2 separate regions of the Mus musculus genome follow, and region 2 is linked to region 1. A link is a contact called in public Hi-C data. All regions are on one chromosome and are shown on one strand. Each heading gives the region's core, a stretch centred on a gene start, on an enhancer-like site or on the middle of the called end of the contact. The rest is flanking DNA. Distances are from core to core; before and after follow the strand shown.

Evidence for each region. Hi-C and Micro-C count contacts between places; a contact is called where the count stands out from the background.
Region 2: a contact with region 1 is called in a Hi-C map of cerebral cortex, with 2.0 times the contacts expected there. The contact joins the promoter of Aff3 here to the enhancer-like site in region 1. A contact is called at or near these places in 1 of 39 promoter capture datasets (hippocampal neurons), 5 of 484 Hi-C or Micro-C datasets (3T3-L1-derived adipocytes, cerebellar granule neurons, cerebral cortex and 2 more), 5 of 115 datasets of contacts at active chromatin or transcription factors (double positive thymocytes, embryonic forebrain, embryonic stem cells and 1 more) and 2 of 9 other capture datasets (adipose tissue and liver).

The regions. Positions count from the first base shown.
Region 1 is chr1:38,542,877-38,548,193 of GRCm38.p6, reverse strand. The region is part of intron 1 of Aff3 (AF4/FMR2 family, member 3); the gene reads left to right. Among named protein-coding and RNA genes, the nearest start is that of Aff3, 82 kb to the left of the region's middle. Within about 2 kb of position 2,458, at least 40 of the 459 cell types and tissues checked have an H3K27ac peak or open chromatin away from gene starts, as enhancers often do. A contact at or near this core is called in 3T3-L1-derived adipocytes, cerebral cortex and hippocampal neurons, where this site is marked.
Region 2 is chr1:38,623,966-38,629,078 of GRCm38.p6, reverse strand. It overlaps Aff3 (AF4/FMR2 family, member 3), which reads left to right and starts at 1,835. Exons shown (of 22, transcript NM_001290814.1): 1 at 1,835-1,990. The coding sequence starts at 1,938.

The DNA of each region.
Region 1 (5,317 bases), core at 1,209-3,708:
GGAGTTGCTTTATATCTGTGGATGACGTTTGGGCAAGGAAGGAGATAAAAAGAACTTCTGTTTACTATGTATTTTTAAAGTTTTTAACAGAAATTTCCAGTGCCCACTCTGCGCCAGGCACGGAGGGCGCAGTTTCACAGATCAGCACAGATCGACTTCTGAGGGAGCTGCGGTGCAGAGGGCGATTCTGCATAGGCACAGTCACTGTGAAGCTGCAGCGTTCTCTGTAGGATGCAGGAGGCCCTTGGGTATACCAGGATGCATCTGGGCATGCTCAGGAGGAGAAGTATTACTCAAGGGAGAGGTTTGGGCTTAGGGTGCGGTGAGCAGCTGGAAAGCAAAGGTGTTTAAGTGACTCAGGCTCAGAGAGAGACTGTGGCCTAGAGACTAGCCTATCTCAGACTGAGGATGGGTGAGTGGGGTCCTGAGTCAGCCCTCTGTCCTCAGGGCAGGGCAGTGACCTGATAAGAAATGCCACGTGGCTTTAGTGTCAGATTGGTCAGATTTGCTTTACTTCAGATACCGGAGGCAGCTAAGCTTAGGTAATGAAAAGTTTTATTCAGCACAAAGTCTTGTATATTTCAATCCAAAACCAAGCGAGGCCATCAGAGTAGTCTCTGGTGAGGTGGAGTACCATGGTGGGAGCATGTATGGAAACAAAGTGCATACATCTTGAACCAGAGTTGAGAGAAGAGGGCTATTAATGCCTCCATTGCCCTTTTAGTGGCTGTGCTATCAATGACTGAAGAGCCCCTCTTTCCAAAGTTCCACTACCTCCTAGTAACACCACCTTGGGGACTAAGTCCTTCACGCATGGACCGAAGAGGACCATTCTAGTCACGCTCAAACCAGAGTAGATGCAGAGGGACACTTAACTGTCAGAAAGAAAAGCTAGGAGACGCATGGGAAGGCCCCTGGGGTCTTGGATGGACCCAGTGGTGATTATGGGTAGGGAGGTTCCAGTGGAGGAGAGCCAGCACCGCTTAGCTGTATCTGGTCTAGGGATTGACTGGACGTTATGATGAGCAGTGCTGGAGTCAGACATTGGTCAGGGGACTGTAATGGGAGGAAAGACTCAGTTAGCATGGCAGCCCCTTTGAGCCCCGGGGTAGTACAGGGAAGCAGAAGGGGGTTAGAAGTACCTCAGGCACCCAGTCAAGACAGTGTTAGCAGTAGGAGGTTGGGAAGTGATCCTGCCCATGGGTTAGCCCTGCAGGGAAGTAACGAGCTGGCCATGAGCAGCAGAAGCAGATCGTGCGGACAGGAGACCAGGCCAGGCGCTGGGGAGAGCCAACAAGTGTCAGAAACTGGCTGACAGGGAAGGGCCACGTGAGAGGAACAGGCAGGGAGAACTGCTCGCTTTCCCTTCTTAAAGACTGGTGTCTCAAATGCCTGAATATGTCTCTCTCAAAAGGCCAGGAAACCCCAAGACAGTGAGCACATGGGACAAAGTGAGTTTGTCTGTGGAATGTGGGCATGGGGGCAAGCTGCAGAGCTCAGAGGAGACAAATAGAATCTGGTTGGGTGGGGCAGGTAAGGGGGCAGTGTTGCAGGTCAGAAAATAGAGAGAGAATCTGCCTGGTTTGCCAGATGCTCTGTGACAAGGCTCTACACCCCGGTCCAGCTTTGTGGTGGCATGATTACAGCTTTATTCTCAGGGAATGTTACGTGTTTTCTGTCAGGGCTGGAGAGCATCAAAATGTTGTCCCTTATTTGTTCCCACTCTGTTGACCTACGAGGCTCCAGGTTAAGCTGATAAACTGCCCTGTGCAGAAACAGATCCTCTCCCCTCCCCTATAAGTAATTCAGCCATGCTGTCTATATGGAATTGTTGTCCTGTATGATCAGAAGGTATGTTGGTCCCGTGCATATTCTGTTGAAAGTCAGCTCTGCTGGATTTCACCCTGGCCATCAGCTAGTTCTGTGCCTGACAGGTAAATTAATTCAGGGCAGCAGGTAGAAGTAGCCTGAATTTATTCATTCCTTTGCAGAAAGCCTGCTCCAACCAGTAGGTGCGTATCTCCAAGGTGGTTCTGGGCAGGCATATCGAGGGGCTGGATTCAGGAGAGGACAGTGCATTCCTTAAGGGCTAACACTCAGTCTGCCCAGCTCTATGCCCAGGAGCCTGATCTACTTGGGAGATTCAACTTGGCCATCTTGATAACCTCAAACCTGAGGCGCCAGCTCAATGACCCAGAGTGGCTAAGACAGTGACTGTGTAGAAAAGCATCCTGGTTAAAACACAGGCAATGAATGCTGTGAAACTCGGCAGAGCCATAAGCAGCTCTTCGAGTTCCTAGAAGCTGAGATTGGGAAACATGCTGCAAAGTGAAGACAAATCTTAACTGAGCGTTTGCTGTAGGGAAACATGATTGATTGCCTCCAACATGCACAGCCCTGAGAGGAAGCAGCCTCCTCCACCCGCGTCAGCTCGGGCACCCGTGATTGATGGCAGCTCCGTGCTGCTGCCAGGGAGGGAGTGCTTGGAAATAGCATAGTAGGGACTTTGCAAGCCAGTCTCATTTGGCTAAGTTACTGCTTTTGTGAGGCTCGCCGCATCTTTATATTCTACCAAGGAGAAGATGGTAAATCAGAGTAATTGCTTCATCCCAAGGCACTTTTACACTGCGAAGGGAAAAGGTCCTGTTAAGAAACTCAAATTAACTTCTGCTGGTTAGACTATATGGAAAGCCTCTTTGAAAGCTGCTTGTCATCCAGCCTGGCAGTTTATTTATCATGGAACAATTCCATTAGCGCCTGACACTTGTTCTCATGGTATGGAGGCTTAGGCCTCCCTCAGGAAAAACATTTAACCCTTGGCAATGCAAAGCTGTCATTTATCTGTCACCTCTCTCTCTCTCTCTCTCTCTCTCTCTCTCTCTCTCTCTCTCTCTCTCTCTCTCTCTCTCTCTCTCTCTATCCACTGGAGGATGTTTACAAGAGAAATTCTAAAGTCTTCATTTCCAGGGACATAGAAATGGAGTTTGGACCCAGAAGATGATCAGTAAAAGCTTGGTGCAGCAGGTCCCCTTCCAGGTTGCAGCAGAAACCTCACCATGCGAGTTACAGAATGCTCTTATTACGTTGTTATGTAATTTCTAAGGAATTCCATATATGGAATTCCACCTCAACAGGATAAAATAGGGAAATGGATTATAACTCTTGCAGTCTAGAGTCAGTGAGGGGCTGATGTTGTCTTAATTGAAGTAATATGACTGTTTTTTGCTGCCGCTGCTGCTGTTGTTGTTGTTGTTTTGTTTTGTTTGGTTTGGTTTGATGTTTTGTATCCTTTTAAATTATTTTTTGCTTATTTTGTTTTTGACTACAGAATTTGTAAAATTGAGTCAATCAAGGGTGACTAGCAAATCTTAAAAGAATAGTCACCATTTGAAATTAACACCCTTCAGCCTGACATTTACTAACAAAGGATGGGGGTACCATTTGTCAAAGCTTGTCAGGGGGCTGTCCCCAGAGAGGCAGTGCAGTGGAGTCGAGGAATTCTATGTCTGGTGCCAGACTGCCGGGCTTCTAAGTGAAGAGCTTCTCCTGGCTGCCCGTGGGACAGGGCCAGTTAGCTATGCTCAGAGCCTCTTGTTTTCTTCATTGGAAACTAAGGATAATGGCTCTTGGGAGTTTCAAGATTATTAAATGAAATAATTCATGTGAGATCCATTTGCAGTAGCTGTCATTATTGGAAAATTTAATACAAATCAGATGGGTCTGGAGAATGGCATAGATCACCCCTAGGTTTACTTGGGGTTTTTGTGGGTGGTTCATCTGGGTGTGATATTATAGCTCTCTCAGAACGTGGTGTAGAGGAGACTCAGGTGTGCAATGCCTTCAGCGTCATCGTTTTTCTGCAAGAGCAATCAGAGGACCCAAGGCCGAGGTCTACAGATGCTCCCAGCAGAGCCCCTTAGGACTGAGGATAAGATGGAGCTACTCTCCATGGTTGGTGGCAAACGAGGAAGAGGGGGGTCCACTTATAGGGAGATGGTGGGCCGCGTGTGTAAGGCTGGCAGGATATGCGAAGTGAGCTGGGAGCTGAAATTGCTTTACTCAGAAAGAAGAAGCCGGGATAAGGGAGCAGAGACATCATAACGTTCTTGGGGGCTTGAAGAGACTGTGCGTTGTTGAACGGTTTTCTGTCCTTAGCAGGCATGTAACTACTGTCCTGGTCACCTTCAATACTGCCTTCAGAAACTCCCTTAGGACTATCACTGTCACCACCACTACCATCATCATAACCACTACTACCACCATCACCACCATTACCACAATCACCCCACCACCACCACCACGATCACTGTCCTAGTATAGCCCCCCTCATCACCACCATTACCACAATCACCCCACCACCACCACCACCACCACCACCACCACCACCACCACCACCACCACGATCACTGTCCTAGTACAGCCTCCCTCATCACCACCACCAGCCTCAACCGTATCACACAACTCTCACACCTTGCTCTATTCTAGTTTCCTTGATTTGTCTGACATTTCCAAGTTGGGATCCCTCCTTGTAGGAAAGCCAACATAGGAGCTCTAGCCACAGTCAGAGTGCAGACATTCTTCTGTGCTTGCTTGCTTGTTAGATTTCTCAACTCTTAGCCCGCGGAATGACAGTGTCCACAAATGGGTCTTCCCGCCAATCCAGACAGTCCCCCCCCAGAAATGCCCACTGGCTAGCCTGATCTAGACAATCTCTCACCAAAAGCCTCTTCTTAGGTGATTCTAGCTTGTGTTGAGTTGTGTCAGAATTGCCCAGCTCGCTCTCTCCCGGGATCATCACCATTCCATCCACAGGCTCACCACCTCACACACAACCCTTACCACCGTAAGGGGCTGCATCTGGGACACCTTCGTCTTTCTGCCAGACTGGAACTCTGGATCACCTTGTCTCTGATTGCTTCTTTTCACCCATTTAAGCCCGGCTGCCTTTCTGTCCACCAAGTCTGTAGATGGAGGGGATTTATGAATAACATCTCAACCATCTTGCTCTCCTTTCTTTTGAGACGGGATTCCGGGTCTTTTATTGTTTACTTTAGAAATAACGAAAGATGTAATTAGTTTGACTCATCAAATCTAAAACAATTGTTAAAAATTCGGGGCGTTTGATTAGACTCCTTTAATTATACACAGCGTCTCATGTTGCCGGCTGAGAGCAGCGGAGTTTTTGAGGCACCGCAGTCTCCTTCTTGCCACCAGTTGCTTCCCTCTCCCTGTTCACCTTCTGGGTGTTCATACCCATCAGTGTGCTGGCCCAGAGCTCAAAGTGTCTGAAAAATGGCCTCCGTGGTAGGCTGCTCAG
Region 2 (5,113 bases), core at 586-3,085, 82 kb before region 1:
AAGGGGCCGGGGTGGTGTTTCAAGCAGCGAAGTTGTTAGTTTGTAAAAATAACCAGTCAGTTTCTACAGCGGATTTGATGCAGACTCTGCCTTCACTTAGCGATTGATATTTTCACATTAGTTATGGATGCTAATAGGGAACTATTCCAAAGCTGGGGGAAGAAAAGGATGGGGGCCCGAGAGCTTTGCAGTTCTGTTTCCGAGAGCATAGAACTCTAGTTGGCTTTTTGGCAGTTTATCTACCTGCGCCCACGACTTCGTTAGTTCTCCTTCAGAGGTGGGTGAAATAAAAAAAGGGGTTGCTCCTAGGATTTCTACCAAAGGGGCTAAATTTTTGGCGGCCTCACATGGTGGCTCTTCTTGTCTAGAAAAGGAACAAAGGCCGATACACTGCAAAGGCCTCCCTTAGGGCATGCGGGGTTTGGTGTAAGTGGTGAGCTTTGCTCGGTGCTGCTCTCTCCAGGAATCCTGGGGAATCCTGAACAGGGCTCCAGGAACTGGGGCCAAGAGCATGGGAGAGGGGAACCCCATGCACCACCCCCGGGGCCAGCATGGGATCCTCAATTTTGAGGGCAGAAGCCCAGAGATGGAAGGATAGACCAGCTCTACGCCTCCAGTCCCCACTCTCAGAGTGTATATAATAATGAGCGAGGGGGGAGCAGTCTCTCAAACCAAGGGAGTAATAATAGCAAGGGTTTTATTTTTTTTACAAGCCACAGTGGTACTCTATCATCTTTCCAGCTGACAATCTGCCACTCTCTAGACAGGAGAGGAGGCGGCGGGAAGTTTGTAGTGGAAACCCAGAGAGGCCTTTCCAGTATGAAATAAAAAGAAAGGAGACTGGTTTCCAGGGACTGGGCAGCTGAGGGCTAGTGGGATACCCCTCGTCCTCCCAGCCCCCAGGCTAAACTGCAGCTGAAAGCAGGTCTTGGAAGACGCTTCCTTCCCGCCTCCTCTTTATTTCACTTAAGTTACTGGCTCCAGATATTTGAAACGATTTGTTTTCAGCGCTGCCGTGGGCTGCACTGTTAACTCTCACCGCGCCTGGGGCGCCCAGGGCTTTTCCTTCCTAGCGCCCACCCCAGATCTTCAAGAGTGCACACCTCCAGCCGCAGCGCCCTGCGGGTTCCCCTTAATTTGCGGAGGACCAGAAAGTCCCAGCTGGACACGGGGCGAGGGCGAGAGGCAGGGGTCTGCTTTGCTGCAGGCCGGCCTCGGCTCGGCACGGCATCCCCCTGCCCTCGGCGCCGCTGCGCCGCTCCCTTTGGCTCAGAGGACGTCCCCCGCAACCCTCGGGGCCACTGAGGGTCTGGAGAGATGGAGGGGCGCGGGTGAGGAGGGCGAGCCGGCAGTCCGGCCCGAGAAAGGGCGCGGGACCCCGAGCAGCCGCACGGGGAGAGCGGGGAGCGCGGGGAGCGCAGGGGCGCGCGGGGCGGGCGCGGCGCGGGGCTCAGGACGCGCGCGCGCGCCTCGGCCTCGCCCGCGCACACGCGCCTCCCGGAGGAGAAAGAGGCGGGCGGGCGAGCGGGCGGGCGCAGAGCACCGCGCCGGCGGCTGCAGCGGGCCGGGCCGCCGCGAGGGAGGGGCGGAGGGGCGGGCGCAGGCCGGGAGGGGGCGGCGGCGCGGCGAGAGAGCGAGCTCGCGGCTCTCGGCGAGTGTGGCTGCGCGCGAGCCGGCGAGCGGGTGAGTGCGCCGGGCGGGCCCGGGAAGCAGGGGCCGCGGGGGTGCCGGGCACTGAGAGCCGGGGGAGGGTGACTGGCGGGCAGGCGGGCAGGCGGGCGGCGGCGGCTCGGGCGCGGCCGGGATGCACCTTAGCGGGCGCCTCTCGTTGCAGCGCGCGGGCGGCCCGAGGCTCGGCAGCGGCGGCGGCGGACACGGCGGCGGCGGACACAGCGGCGGCGGCGGACACGGCGGCGGCGGCGCTGACACCTCCCACCATGGACAGCTTCGACTTAGCCCTGCTCCAGGAATGGGACCTCGAGTCGCTGTGGTGAGTCCCGGTGCTGGCCGCTGGGGAGCCGCGCTGGCCCCGCCTGCCCTCACCTGGGCCGGGACTCCGGGTGCCCGGCCGCCGTGGGGGTGGGGTGGCTCGGGGACACCCGCCTCGCTGGCCGGCTCCTTCCAGCCTTGGCGGGCTGGATGCTCGGCCGCCTCCCCGTGAATTCGTCGGTCTCCGGTTCCGTTCTCTCCCCTCGGTGCTTGCCTGCGCTAGCTCAGGGGGCCGGGGTCTGGCTGCCACTGGAGGAGCGCAGCGGTGGAGGGGAAGAGAACCGATTTTTAGAACGTGTCACTGATGCCTGAGAGCCCACCCCTCATCTCGCAGCCCCTCTCAGCTCCCTTCCTTCGGATTGTGCTCCCCTCCAGCTCCCGGAGAGCCTCAGGCTCACCACCCCTGTGACCCCCTAGAGTTGGTACCTCTACGAAGTGCCCGGAGAGGATGCTCTCTAGCCTTGCGCCCTGCCTGCTCCCTGCTTGGCGTTTGCATCCTTCCTCTGTCCTACCTCACTCCCACTGGAGATGGAAAAGTGAGCACCCTAGGCAGGAGGCCAGTGTGTCTTGGTGCCCGAATTCCGGAGGCCTTGGCCCAGGGAGACTCATTTCCCGGAGGTTCTCGGTTCCTTTGCACCCTTTCTTCACACATGCCCATGGCTGAACTCCTCACTCTTTTTGTCAAGCTCAAAGCTGGCAGCCTGGAATGCACTTGGGGTTCCAGTTCTCGCTAATCTCGCATTAGGGAGAGCTGCTATAGGTAAATCACAGGTAGATGCAATTTAATTCTAGTTGCGGTTGTCTGAAAAATCCCATTGGCTGCTTCAGCATCCCTCACATTGCCCCCACCCCTTAAATGTTTCCAACCAGCCCTATTCAGGTGGTAAAATTACTGCTTGTATATTCCTGGAGGAACTTGTGTTATGTTTAATATTTACGGGGATGAACATCTGCTGGAACAAGCATATTAACTGCTTTCTGTTCTGCCTCTGGTAATCGCTGATTGTAGAGCTGAGCAGTTCCCTTTTTAATTCAGTAAAGAGTTCACATGTGTCAAAAACTGCAAGTGGTGTGCACATGAATATGCGATGCACAATTTTAAAGCTAAACTGCTTTATGATTTATGACACATACCTCGATGGCATGTGGGCATGTGAATCTCCATAGTGACTTAGGCTCAAAGTGACTTTATTTTCTTAAAGACAGGTGTAACAAAATAAACTAGACACAGAGCTCACGAATTATCGGGCAGTTTCTTATAGAAGATCCGACGGTGACTACAGCTTGCTCTGCATAATGCTAGCACCTATAAAACACACAAGGATGGGCTCCAATGTAATAAAACTTGTATATATTACACTGGCAACTTCAAAGAGCTAGTGTAGAGAGAATATGGAACATGTTATTACTCTATAAAAGTTGCTAATTACTGTGTTGCTGCTCCTGGGGTTATTCCAGTCTTTCATTTACAGATACCTATTATTTTACAGGTTTACCTTTTGAAATATTGGTTTCTGGCACAAATTCAATAGCTTCCCAGATAACAACTGCCTTTTAAAAATGACTTTTGCTTTTTAAAATCTAGGCAGGCTTGTAGTTAAAGGGGAGAACTTATTTTTTGGACGCATGTTTATGCTACTTATCCACTTTCTGGTTCAAATTGAACTCCTGTATGGTTTTTATAAGTTGTATTTTGAGATTATCAGTGGTAATGTGTAGGCCTTTTTGGCAAGGGCTCAAGGTGTGTCTTCAGTTCCCAGTAAATTATCTTGAATACTGTCAAAGAATGCCTGCTGAATTGTCTTTAAATTTTTAATATCCTATTTATTTATTTATTTATTTATTTATTTATTTGACCATATCTCTCAACATAGTCCAGGCTGGCCTGAAACTTGCTTTGTAGACTGGGCTGGCCTCAGACCACATAGATTTTACCTGTTTCACTAGTGCATTGAGGACATTGCGCCACCACAGCTGGAAAGCATTTTTTTTTAAGCCATTGCACACTCAATCAGATTTGTAAGCAATATATAGTTTCTTGGCTTAAGAAAGCATGTTAGATTTCTTGATTACAGTATAGTAGAACAGTTTGGCTTAAGAGAATGTTTCTTATTTTGTGGATATAGAATTTACATTTACAAAAGGTTATCTTTAGGTAAAGTTAAAGATAAACCAAAAAACTTGGGTTTGCATTTCAAATATGTCAGACATTCTCTTAGTTATGGACCAATTTTTGCATGACATTTCTAACTCAATTTTAGGATTTGCTAAAGACTTTTATGTTTACAGTTCAGTTTCAAGCTCATGCATGATCAAAAACATGTAGTCTCTCTCTCTCTGTCTCTCTCTCCTTCTCCCCCTCCCTCCCGCTCGTTCGCTCCTCTCTTTCTCCAGCTCTTGTTTGTTTTTGAAAGAAAGTCTTGGTGTGCAAGTTTCACACTCAAGGTAATTATCCTGCCTCAGTCTACTAAGTTCCGGGATACCAGGCATGGGTCCTTCATGCCTGGCATACTTGATTACTTTCTATATGTCTGATATTCCTATATCTGTTATCTTCTTGTTTGAATCTGATAACATCTCAAAAGTAAATGACAGTACTCTCATTTTATAGATAAGAAAATACGAGTTTTAATCTGTAACTGTGCCAAGACCAAAAATGACAGCAGGTATTTTAAGTCTAATATTTGCTACATACTTGTCAGAGGCATGGCCATTATATGTCCTAGGTCATTTATTCCCCAACAAGAAACTTACCATGTACGTACTGTTGTTGGTCTGATTTTTACAGAGAGGAAAATTGAGGATAGGTGATCAGGTAGCTTGTCTGAGTTTATACAGCTCTGCCTCAATGAAGAATTAGCTTCGAGGTCCGCTTTCTGATATCAGGGCTATGCATTTTCTAGAGCCCCGCAGATGTCTTCCAGCCGATGAAGAGCGGCTTTGCAGGAATTACCAAGCAAGACCCTGACATCTGCAAGTTAAGGTTGTGTCAAAATATTAAAAGAGAAGGTCAGAACCTTAAATGGTATTGATTTAAAAAAAAAATCTGAAAACCAAATGCCATGAGTTAGGAGTGGTGCCTGTTAATTATCTCATGAAAGGAGATATAAATTTTAAATAAAGA